Regions from separate parts of the Gasterosteus aculeatus genome. Here region 1 is linked to region 2. The links are chromatin contacts, called in public Hi-C maps. All regions are on one chromosome and are shown on one strand. Each heading gives the region's core, a stretch centred on a gene start, on an enhancer-like site or on the middle of the called end of the contact. The rest is flanking DNA. Distances are from core to core; before and after follow the strand shown.

What was found. A called contact is a pair of places that touch in the nucleus more often than the background predicts.
Region 1: a contact with region 2 is called in a Hi-C map of skeletal muscle, with 5 times the contacts expected there. The contact joins two enhancer-like sites. A contact is called at or near these places in 2 of 6 Hi-C or Micro-C datasets (both in skeletal muscle).

What each region holds. Positions count from the first base shown.
Region 1 is chr13:12,295,374-12,300,906 of fGasAcu3.hap1.1, reverse strand. No RefSeq gene overlaps it. Among protein-coding and RNA genes, the nearest start is that of mef2cb, 56 kb to the right of the region's middle. Within about 2 kb of position 2,441, at least 2 of the 9 cell types and tissues checked have open chromatin away from gene starts, as enhancers often do.
Region 2 is chr13:12,188,630-12,193,937 of fGasAcu3.hap1.1, reverse strand. mef2cb (myocyte enhancer factor 2cb) reads left to right here. Exons shown (of 11, transcript XM_078086783.1): 5 at 2,422-2,565; 6 at 5,164-5,308. Among protein-coding and RNA genes, the nearest start is that of LOC120831200, 20 kb to the right of the region's middle. Within about 2 kb of position 1,262, at least 3 of the 9 cell types and tissues checked have open chromatin away from gene starts, as enhancers often do.

The sequences.
Region 1 (5,533 bases), core at 1,192-3,691, 110 kb before region 2:
AGATGTATTTAAAGTGTGGACTTGGTTTGTTTATAGCCACTGAATCAAAATAGACTATTTATATGTGTGGAGGGATTTTAAAATTGCAGAGGGTGAGTCTGTCTCATCAGTAAGTCTCAACCTTCCACAGGCCTAAACATCAACAATTAATTGTGAATACATGTACAACATCTGCAAGATTACGAGTAAAGGGATTTCTTTTAATTTGGTACTTCTATCTGCTCTCTCCCTCACTTAACTTAACTGCATATTCTCAGGAGAAAAACAAAACATGCAACATATTCTTATCATAAAACAACCGCAAAACAATGGCAATTCTTCAGTTTTACACTAAGATCATGATGGGAGCAGGCGGGGCCGACAATACAAAAATAGAATGGTGATGAGGGCTGGTTAGCGCGGGTGAAAGACTGGGAGTTGGGTGGCCATAGGTGCATTTGAACTCGTGATGGGCTGAGGACCAGGGGGCCTAAAAAGGAGGGAGGGCAGGTCAGCGACTGATAGCCCACGGGGCTGGTGGCGGCCCGTGGAGCACGCAGCCAACTTTCCAGTCAACACATGAGTCAGTCAGCAGAGATGCGCCCAAAATAAATGGCTTTCCTGTTCCAAGCGGAACCACACCCTCTCGTGGTTTCTTAGGGGGGCAGGGTGGGCAGGCTGGGCTGGCTGGGGCGACCGCCCCTCTTGGGTTTCTGGGGCCGGGGGATGGATCTGAACGGGGGGAGGTGGCGGAAGGTTGAAAGGGGGAGAAAGAGAGAGAGGGTGGGGTGGGGTGTGTGTTGAGTAGGGGCTGCGAGGAGCATGGGGGGGTGTGTTTGAGTTCCCAAAATGGCAACATTGGGGGTGAGGAGCTGGCAACCCCTCAGTCTTTTCATTGTTTATTGTTTACCCGCACTGTGGACAGTAAACAATGGCGCGCCCTCTCTTGGGCGCTCTGCGGCGGAGGCTGGCGCTGAAGCCGACCCTGAGAGATGAGGCTGTGGGCTCGGCTTTCTCCAACTCTTCCAAACACCGCCAGGCTCACGTAGACAGACTGAAATATCACTCACTGGCTTTTTATCGCTCCTTTCATCGTGAAATACACATTTATTTTGATCAACATATTTTTTATCCCTCTTGTATGAATGATGGTCATCTGTTGGCTTTCAATCTAAGTTGCTTAATCGTCATTTTTGTCCGCTCTGCCGCATGGACGGACGTTTTCCCTCCGTCGTTCTCTTTTGCTCTTTCTCTCTGTCTCTCTCGCTGTCAAGTGACATCTTTATTAGCGATGAGTCGGAGGAGTGACAAGAAAGAGCGGGGAGTCGGTCTTTCATTACCCCCAGCTACGGAAGTGTCACTCTCTCCATCTATTATTCATATTATCTTTAATTTAACCAGGTAGAAGTGGCCTTGCAGCTTGGCACATACAATGAGTCACTCCGCAAGACAAACATGGACAGGGTGTTTTTCTCTGTTATTATTTGAAGGTGTTCCTAGTGAGGCAATCTGCTTGCTGGCTGTCAGGAGACAATTATATGTTCAGCTCAAGATTCAAGACTTCAAAACTGTAATGATACGAGTGCCATCTGTTAAATATATTGTTTAGTTGCCGCAAAGTCTTCACACTATCAGATAATTGTCAGTTAATAATTTGAATTTGTGAAAGGCTTGATGCAATTGTTTATAATACAACATTTCTTGAGCTTTGTGCTTGAAAAGAGGAAAATGCTAATCATTGCGCTATTAATTACATTGAATGTGATACAATTGTTGTTTTTCTTTTGTTTGTTATTGTGTTTTTTCATTGCAGACATTTCTTAAATTTGCTCAGGGAAAATAAATCTTTAGGGAGTACCACCTTGCCTGCATTAGATAAAAAGATCTAACTGTAAGCATACACCCTTTAATCCAACACACACACACACACACACACACTCAAACCACCCAGAGCACACACATTCACTAAAGCCTTTAGGAGCTCCAACTTCTCAAAGTTGGAATGATAAGAAGAACAAGGAGAGCAGGAAGAATAAGACAAAGGAAGAGGGAGAGAGAGAGAGAGAGAGAGAGAGAGAGCGAGGCAGAGAAAGAGCAAAAAAAAGAAAACATTACATCTGCTAGCCTAGAATTAGAGCGTGAATGTGTTGTCACTCAACTCTGAATGTTGCAAACTCCAGGTTCCCTCAAAAACAGGGACGTCTCCCTCGCCGCCTTTTCCCCCCGAGGGCTGGGTGCGTTTGGGGAGATAATTGACGAGTCCCCTGGCATGCAGCGAGAGAACGAGCACCACACTCAGCGACTCACAGCCAGACAAAGCTTGGCTCACTCGGTGTGTGTGTGCGTGTGTGTGTGTGTGTGTGTGTGTGTGCGTCAAAACAACGGAGTGGAAGAGAGCGTGCGTGTGTCTGTGTGCGTGGATGCGTCTACGTACGCCTACGAGTGTGTTTATCAGAGGAGGAGGAGAATAGTGATTATTCCTTTCTTTGTGTGGCATAATCCATTTCCGCTAAGCTTGAGAGAGCACCGAGGAGTAATGAGAGATGAACCTGAAAGAGCCAGACTCCATGACTACACTTCTGACGAGGGCCTGCGCCCTTCCTTTTTCTTTTCCTCCCTCTCTTTATCTACACCTTCTTCTCTCTTTCCTTCCCTCTGCCTCTCCATCCTTGTGGCTATACGGAACACTTCTGTCTATGACTAACAACTGTTGTTGTGTCTGAGCTTCAACTTCTACGCTGCCTTCTCAAACTATGAAATGCCAATGCCAGATCCGATGTGACAGATTGAATCCCTCCTTTTCTATGCTTTCTTTCATTTCTTCGGCAGAAGAGCAAAGTGGCTGCTAGACTACAGGAATTGTGGGTTATCAAAGGCGTGTACAAGAGGAAACTTTATTGGGAAAGTTCGGTTGAGTTGTGTTAGTAAAAGTTTGATTGGGAATCCCAGTCGTCTGTTCAAGAAGTTCGGCCATCGGTGTCAGTCATTCTGTAGGTTTGAAAGCACGGGTGGCAAAATGTCACGTCTTAATATGCACAATGTTTGTTCATGATCTTTCCCTCTTAAAAGACGAGCCAGAGGAGCGTTGCTGTGCAAACGCATAGTTACCCACTGCTTTCCCCACTCCACAAAAAGTATTTGAAAAACAATATTTGCAAATGTTCGGATTTTAGACATCACTGCTAATTACGGTAAATATCCTGATGGTGGTCGGTTGCTTAATGTCTTTTCTTAGAAATGAAATGACACTAAACAGACAATGACAGTGACAGCAATGAGTTTTCCTCCAAACTATAGAAAATCTTATTAACAGCTCTTAGTTTGAGCTGCTAAACCAAAGCTATAAATACTTCCAACAGGCCAGTCTACTCGTCTGCCTGTTTACTTGGTCAACATTTTGCACAGCTTTCATTTATCATCAAGTTGGTTTATTAATATAGCAGAACTGAATGGAACTCTGATGTTGCAACAAGTCTAATTCATCACACAGTAATTAAAACATTTTTTTATTTTGCTCTGTCAAGTTCCAAGCTGTCTAATCTTCAGGTGCAACAAACCTTCACTAATAAAATATATGTGGCATTTGTATTTAGTTTTTTTTCGGCATTTCATAAATTTGCAAAAATTGTTTTATTGTCTACTCATCAGAGGAGAAGGGAGAATCCAGTCAGACATGACAATAAATAATGACAAAGCGCCAAGTTCCCTAATATTCTTACTGGAACAGTAAAAACTTCCTCAGTTAACAGACTGAGGAAGTTGTCACATCCACATTTGCTCAGAGACATTTACAGTAAGATAAGAATAACAGGCCAACTGACATGAGACGATGTCGCTCCATGTTAATCTTACAAAGACCTTACAATTCACTCACTGAACAATCCTCACGTTGATCAATGATCCTGAATAAGAAATATACTGACATGAACACTTTTATCACCTTTTGTTTTCACTGCACGAAGCTTATGCATGAGGCCAAGTTAACACAGAATACGTGCAAATGCTTGTGTGGTATTGGCTGTGTGATTGTGTGTGTGTGGATGTGAGCTCCAGCATATGTGTGTGTGTGCGTGTGTGTGTGTTTGTTCGATGGAGAATGCATGCCAGATGAAGATTCAGCTGCGAGTGCAGTAGGCTCTCTCACTCAGTCAGTTTGTCCCTGCTGTGTGCGCTCCCACCCAACGCCTCCACTCTCGACCCCCTGTAGAGGCCTCTGATTGCCGTGGAAACCGCACTTAAGGAGAAAATTAGGATTGCCTCCCTCCTAATTTTAAAAGTAAGGCTTAATTGGTTTCATTTATCACGGATGGAAATACAAAATAAATGTCGATTTTTGTAGGTGAGCTTATTTATTTCAAGAGACAAGATGGAAATTAATTCATCAGAGTTTCAGATGACCAATAACGGAGACAAAGCAAAAATGTGTGCACGCTGACCGTGCAGACACACAAACATACATGGACCATGCAGTACTTATCCTCATAGCAACGCCCTCCACGGACCTGGACTAGTGTAGAGGTGGGAAAATGAGTGCTCTGATCCGACCACCCCTTTCACAATCAGGGCTCAAGCCTGTGTGCGCGCTGCAGGTATATTTATCTCTTGTGGCGACCGACCTTACATACATACAGACATGCAGACAGAATTGTGCTGTGAAAACAGCAACATGTTCAGTATGTGGTGTTAGGGTTTCGGAAAGCCCTCGAGGGAGGCCTCACTCCTTTGTTCTCGTCCCGGCCGGAAAACGAAGATACAAAAGAGTCAGCTTGCTTATATTCAAAAATCAAAAAGTATTTAATAACTAAACAACGTTATAAGGAATACAATTACAAAGTGAAATACTAAGCGAACAGTAAAATATTTCGCTGAGCAAGTCTAAAGCGACTTATCAAAGCGGCTGCAGGAAAATTCCAACAGTCCTTTCCCCGCTTTGGTCATTTGAAAACTCTTGAGGTGTGTCTTCTTTGGTGCGTTTGAATGTCATTGGCTTCTCCTTCAAAGTGTCTCCTCCTGGACTGTCCCCTCCACGTCGAGGTGTGAAGCTGCAGCTGTAACCTGAAACCTCACTGTCCTATCTGTCCCTCACACTCCAATGCATTCAATGTAGATATATTTGGCTTTATGCCTCAATGAGTGAATATAACAAAGCACGCATAGTTTAAGTCTTCATCTTCTAACCTTAATTACAACACATCATTAATGATCACCGTTCATCACACTACATCATAAGATCTAAGACAGTTCATGTTGTTCAATTGTCAAGACATTTGCCTTAGTCGGCTGCCTTGCATTAAGTTGTTCATTTACTACCTCACACAAGAAAAAACTTCTTTGGGGAGAAAATTGGGAGAAATCCATAAAGGACGGCAACTAACATCTGTCCCCAGGTTTTAACATCAAATTATGACAGAATGTTAATGTGTACAGTGTTTATATGATTAACATATATAAATTGTGTTTGATTTCAAATTGCATTCACTTCATCTAACATGCTAATGTAATAACTAATATCTAACAACACACAAACTACAATTCTAACACTAAACAGTATTAC
Region 2 (5,308 bases), core at 13-2,512:
GCGAGGTGGAGAGCGCTAGAGTGAGAGGCCCTTCTATGGCTCTGGGAGCACTGCAACGGATCTGATTGGTTGGTAGGTCGTGTGTCAGCTTTTGGCAACAGGTGTGATGTCTTTAAACAGGTGGGCATAACTGGGACGAGTGGCATACCGTCCTTGTGCCGCTCCTTCAATGTGCTGAGCCCCGATGGAAAGCTTAGCCTCGGCCACATGCTCCAAAGTCATATAACACCCGTGGCCTGCAGCCAATCAACAGCCAAGGCAACCACTTCCCAACCCTACATCAGACCACTAGTTCTGTTGCCCCATATGGGTGTCACCTTTACCCCGGCCCTCGTCCTCCTCTCCCAGCAGTGCCCCCCTGCTATTCTTCCAAGAATGGAAATGAATCTCTCATGCATTCAGCTGGCGGCGGTAGGTGGTAGAAATCTGTGCAAGGGAAGAAAAGTTTTCTTCCTTCTTGCATTCTCATGTGAACAGAAGAAGGCCACCGGTTCAGCTCTTGTCAGTTCGATATGATGCATCGCCGGGGCCAGAGCGAAACTACACCAAAGAAACAGCAAAAGTTTTACATCTCTCGCCTTTGCCAAAAAAGACAGCATGCTAAACCTTTTCGACCCCTTTGTTCTTTTGACTCATCCACCTCTGATGGAGCAAAGAGTGCCTGATTCACTGTGGGCCTGTTAGAAGTCAGATCTCCTGCACCGCCTTGGCTGATTTGTTTGGTGTGATTTCCTGAAGCCTGTCAAAAGATGTGAGGGACGCTTTCAAATTCAGAATTCCAGATATCCACTCTGGGGGCCAAGTGAGGAGAGGAGAGAGAAGAGGAGAGCCAGCAAACGTTGACACGCTTACAGTAGCTGCCTTGCCACGAGACGCCTCAGGATTCAAACGGTTATCTCACACACAAAAGGAGCCCTCTAAGTTCACTAAAACCACACTCGAAACAGGCCTTTGTTGTGCTGACGAGAGAGATGACTGGAGTGTTATTTGTTTTCTAAGCAGGCAGATCGCTCCCTGTCACTTTGGCTGCTGGTTGTGATGGAGGAGCTCGCACACATATCTCTTCTGTGAGGGAAGAAAAACAAATGAGAGGAAGAAGTTCGCTGAGATTAACTTATCTTAGCATCTATCTTCCTCCTTGCTCCTGCTCAGTCTCTCTTGTCTTTTTTTTTTTTCTTGACGCCAGCACCCACTCTCACACACCCACACATACACAGACTCATTCCTCTCTTTCCCCATCCCACACAAAGACACACGCACACCGGCAGACACATACGCACACTACAACATACACAGAGAGAGAGAGAGAGACCCGCGCTCTTGATCAGCATCAAATACAGGGTGTGCTAAAGTAAATTTAATTACGTCTGTCTGATATGGAGCTTCAGATGAAAGTAGGAGAGCGCAGTGTGAAGCGACGACTGCACAGACAGGAGCAGGCCCGTGATATTCCGCCTGTAGACTAATCTCCTTTATTAAAGCCAGGAGGAGAGATGGGGGGGGTGAAAGCAGGCTGGAGAAGAGGAGGGTTGGGGGGACGGAGGAGGGGGGCTTTGATGAGATCTCTAACTGTCAGGTACTGTACTTTTTTGTCTCGTCGGCGCTGTCTTTGTCTCTTTTAAAGACGAATGAACACAGCACCTACCGGTACATGCCTACTTGCTCAAACAAACACACCCTCGTGCTATCACACACGGTAATGTCCTCTGAAACGTATCCCCGTTGTTATGGTTGTCAACAATATCTAAAAAAGGACCGAGGCAGCTCTCTCCCACGTGAGCTCTCTTTGTCTGTGTCTCTCGGAGGGAGAGCGCCGCTGTTCTGCCTGTCTGCTGTTTTCTGGCCGCTTTAATGGGGGCAGGTGGCCATCAGGTGGCCAAAACAGAAACTGCCACTTTGTAGAGCACATATACCGCAGTCATGAACTCAAGTACCTCAACTGCGTTTTAGTTTTATTTCATGAAATACTGATGATTATGGTTATAAAATGTATTTTAAATTTACGGCTTTGCCTTTTCCTGTGTAATTATGTTGTTTCAAGGTCCCGTATTTTGTCATTTGGTGAAGAGCTTGATCAGTTTTTCTGTGACGTTAGTGGAAGTGATTAGGTCCGTTGTGCCACTTCAGTGTTTTGCTGCATTTTTTCTTCTTCAGAAAGCAGCCAGTGTATCCTGGTATCACCCATTTTGATTTAGGTTCAAATGAAGACTGCAAATATTAATAATTCTTCGCAAACGGACAGAATTTTTCATTGTGAAAAAATAAACTCATATGAATAAATCAATTCAGTAGTAAAAGTTTTTATGGATTCTAAAGGGTCTCCATAGTCTATCAGTATTGGTCCCTCCCAAGCTGTTCACTTGGCTCATGTTCCCCGTCCCAAAACCCTTCAACTATATTGTGCAACTGCTGTGTTTGCAGACATTGAGAAAGAAGGGCCTAAACGGCTGTGACAGCCCGGACCCCGACGCAGACGACTCGGTCGGTCACAGCCCCGAGTCCGAGGACAAGTACAGGAAAATAAACGAGGACATTGATCTGATGATCAGCAGACAGAGACTGTGTGTAAGTACCTCTTGTTAATCCCCGAACCTTCATCTCACTTTTATTTCCTCTCTTTCCCCCTTTCTCCCCCCTACGCTTTCTGTCGCTTCGTCCTCGTCTCCTCGTTTTTGGCATCTTCCTGCCACCCATCTATCTGTCCCTTCATGTGTGTCTCCCTTCGTCCGTCTTGGTGGTTGTGGGACCTGGCAGGCATTAAGCAAGAAGGAGAACAAAGGCAGCGAAAGCCCGGAGCTCGAGACTGCTCTCCTCCTCACGCCGAGCACTGAGGAGAAATACAAACAGATTAACGAGGAGTTTGATCACATGATTAAAACTCATAGGATACCTGTAAGTACTGGGTTGACGCTCCGCCGCATCCTCGGCAGGCTAACAAAATGCTGACTTGCCAGTAACTCTTGAGCTAACCCAGCTAACCACCATTGTTTGCCTCTAGAATAAATACAGAAAGTGAGACGGCAGTGAATTGATATTGTATACTTACAGTAAAAAGGATTACAGTTGTTTGATTTTGCTTGATTACAGTTGAGGAACGGTCCTCTAATTTGACACAACGGTGACCATAACTAGCAAGCATTACTTCTGTATGATTGCAGACTTTCTCCCGTGACAAATTTCAACCTTACTGGGTTCCCTCCTCAAACCCGTTACCCACAATGTCTTGCCTGGTTCCCAGGGGAGGTGTGGTCCGGGTGCGCCTTTCCTGCACCAAAACACAGTACTCAGACACCCGTAACAACAAAGGACAGGCATTGTGGCAATGAAACAGCAGCAGACATTCACAAACTCTGAAGCATACATCTCTACCTCACAAAACTCAATAATCTCCACTCCATTGGGATAATAGAAGACGAGGTCTTCAGTAGCCTAATAACATGTCTGTTAATAGACATTATATTGTGTTCATTTTACAAAGAATCTAACCTTTAGGCAGTGGCCAGAAACCACAAGATGAAGGCCGCTCTGCATGTAAACTGAGCCTGCCCTTCACTCAGAAAGCAGCATATTGGAACGGTTAGGGCTGTAGCCTCAAAAGAGAAAGAGATAATTCCATGGTAGATCACTTAGAGAAGAACAGTAGTGTCTGAGCCACGTGGAGCGAGGGGAGCTGTGGTTAGAAGCAATGCAAGGGTTGGTGAGCTGGGATGGCGTGGCGGCGTAGGGTGGTTTTGGGATCAGAGGTGGAAGGGGACGGGGGTGGAACAGCAGCGGTGGTGGTGTTGGGGGGTGCGGGGCGGGGGTGGTGGGGGGGGTTCTGCAGACAACAAGTGGCAGTTCAGTGTGTGGTCAGGGTGGCTGCCAAACACTGGGCCTCTGGATTGCAGGAGACTGTTGAGGGGCGAGGCAAGGAGGAAGATCAGTGAAAACAGGAAGGATGGCACCGGTTAGAGGACAGCTCAACGACGGGGCCCTAACGCCCACCCGAAGGGATGTGTGTGAGCGCAAATGTGCACACATTGAGACGGCTCCCCCACCCTTAAAAAAAACCCTCACAGGGAGGTCTCTCGAGGTGTAAAACCTCCAACAACGTAATCCAAGATGAGAAGAAATGACTGAAAGTATCGAACAAATAAAATGTAACCAGAGGCAGCCCCTCTCTCAGAAGGAAGCTAAACGTTTAGAGGCCCCCACATGCGGTGGCACAATATTTCGCCTGCAAAAAGAGCACATATTCCACTTCCAGGCCGACGATCCCCCCCTGATGCACACCCGCCATGGCTTCGAGACACATGGCAGTAATTTAAGGCCCTATTTTCTACTTCCTTAAGCTAACATGCAGGATGAACCACTTCCAGGGCACTCCCTAGGTTAAACCCAACTGACACAATAAACATGACAAACTAGACGCCTGGGGCCGACAGGCTACCTCTACCCATGTTCCTGATGAGAATGCTGACCGATCTGAGTCCACCCCTTAATGACACTTTGCGTTAGCTCCATGTGACGGATAAACAAATGAGCCCTAATTGCATTCAGTTTTACAGTCTCACAGCTACTTTTGAAAGACACGTTGCTTACTTTTTTAGTGAACATGAGGATGCCATTGGCTTTCCTCCCGTTGAGCCACATCCTTCTTATTTCTCTAATATAATAAAGAAGGAATTTATTTGAAAAGAAATGTCCTCAACTTCATGTTTCCAAGTCAGCCTTTTGCCACCACAATGACAAATTCAAGAAATAAGTCAGCAGAAACATATAAAGTATTTCTAACCTCATGGGGGCACTTTGAGTAACTGCAGGAGGAGTTTTCTGGATACGTACCCTTTCATTTCAGTGCTCGCCTCCACTATTCATACTCACAGTCTCATATTTTTAGTCTTTGTCTTGGACGCTGTTCTTTGTCGCTGTTTCTGTTGTCCGTTTGTCCTTTCAAACTTGGCCGTCTCTATCTTCTTTCTTTTGTTTCAACTGTTGTGAGTGCAGATTGCCAAGCAATTTAAATTCCTTTGTGATCCTGGAGTGTTTCTGATTGTGTGTCTCTCTATTCCATCGTCCATTCCTTTGCTCAAAGGCCTTGTTTTACTATCTTCACTCACTGCAATCATTACTGTAATCTAATCAGAGTTGTTTCTTTGTCTCCTTTTTCTGTCTCTCTCTCAGCAGGCCGTGCCCCAATCGAACTATGACATGTCTGTGTCCATTCCCGTTAGCAACCAGAACAATCTAATTTACAGCCATCCCGGTGGTTCCCTAGGCAACCACAACCTGTTGCCATTGGCTCACCACGGCCTACAGAGAAACAGCA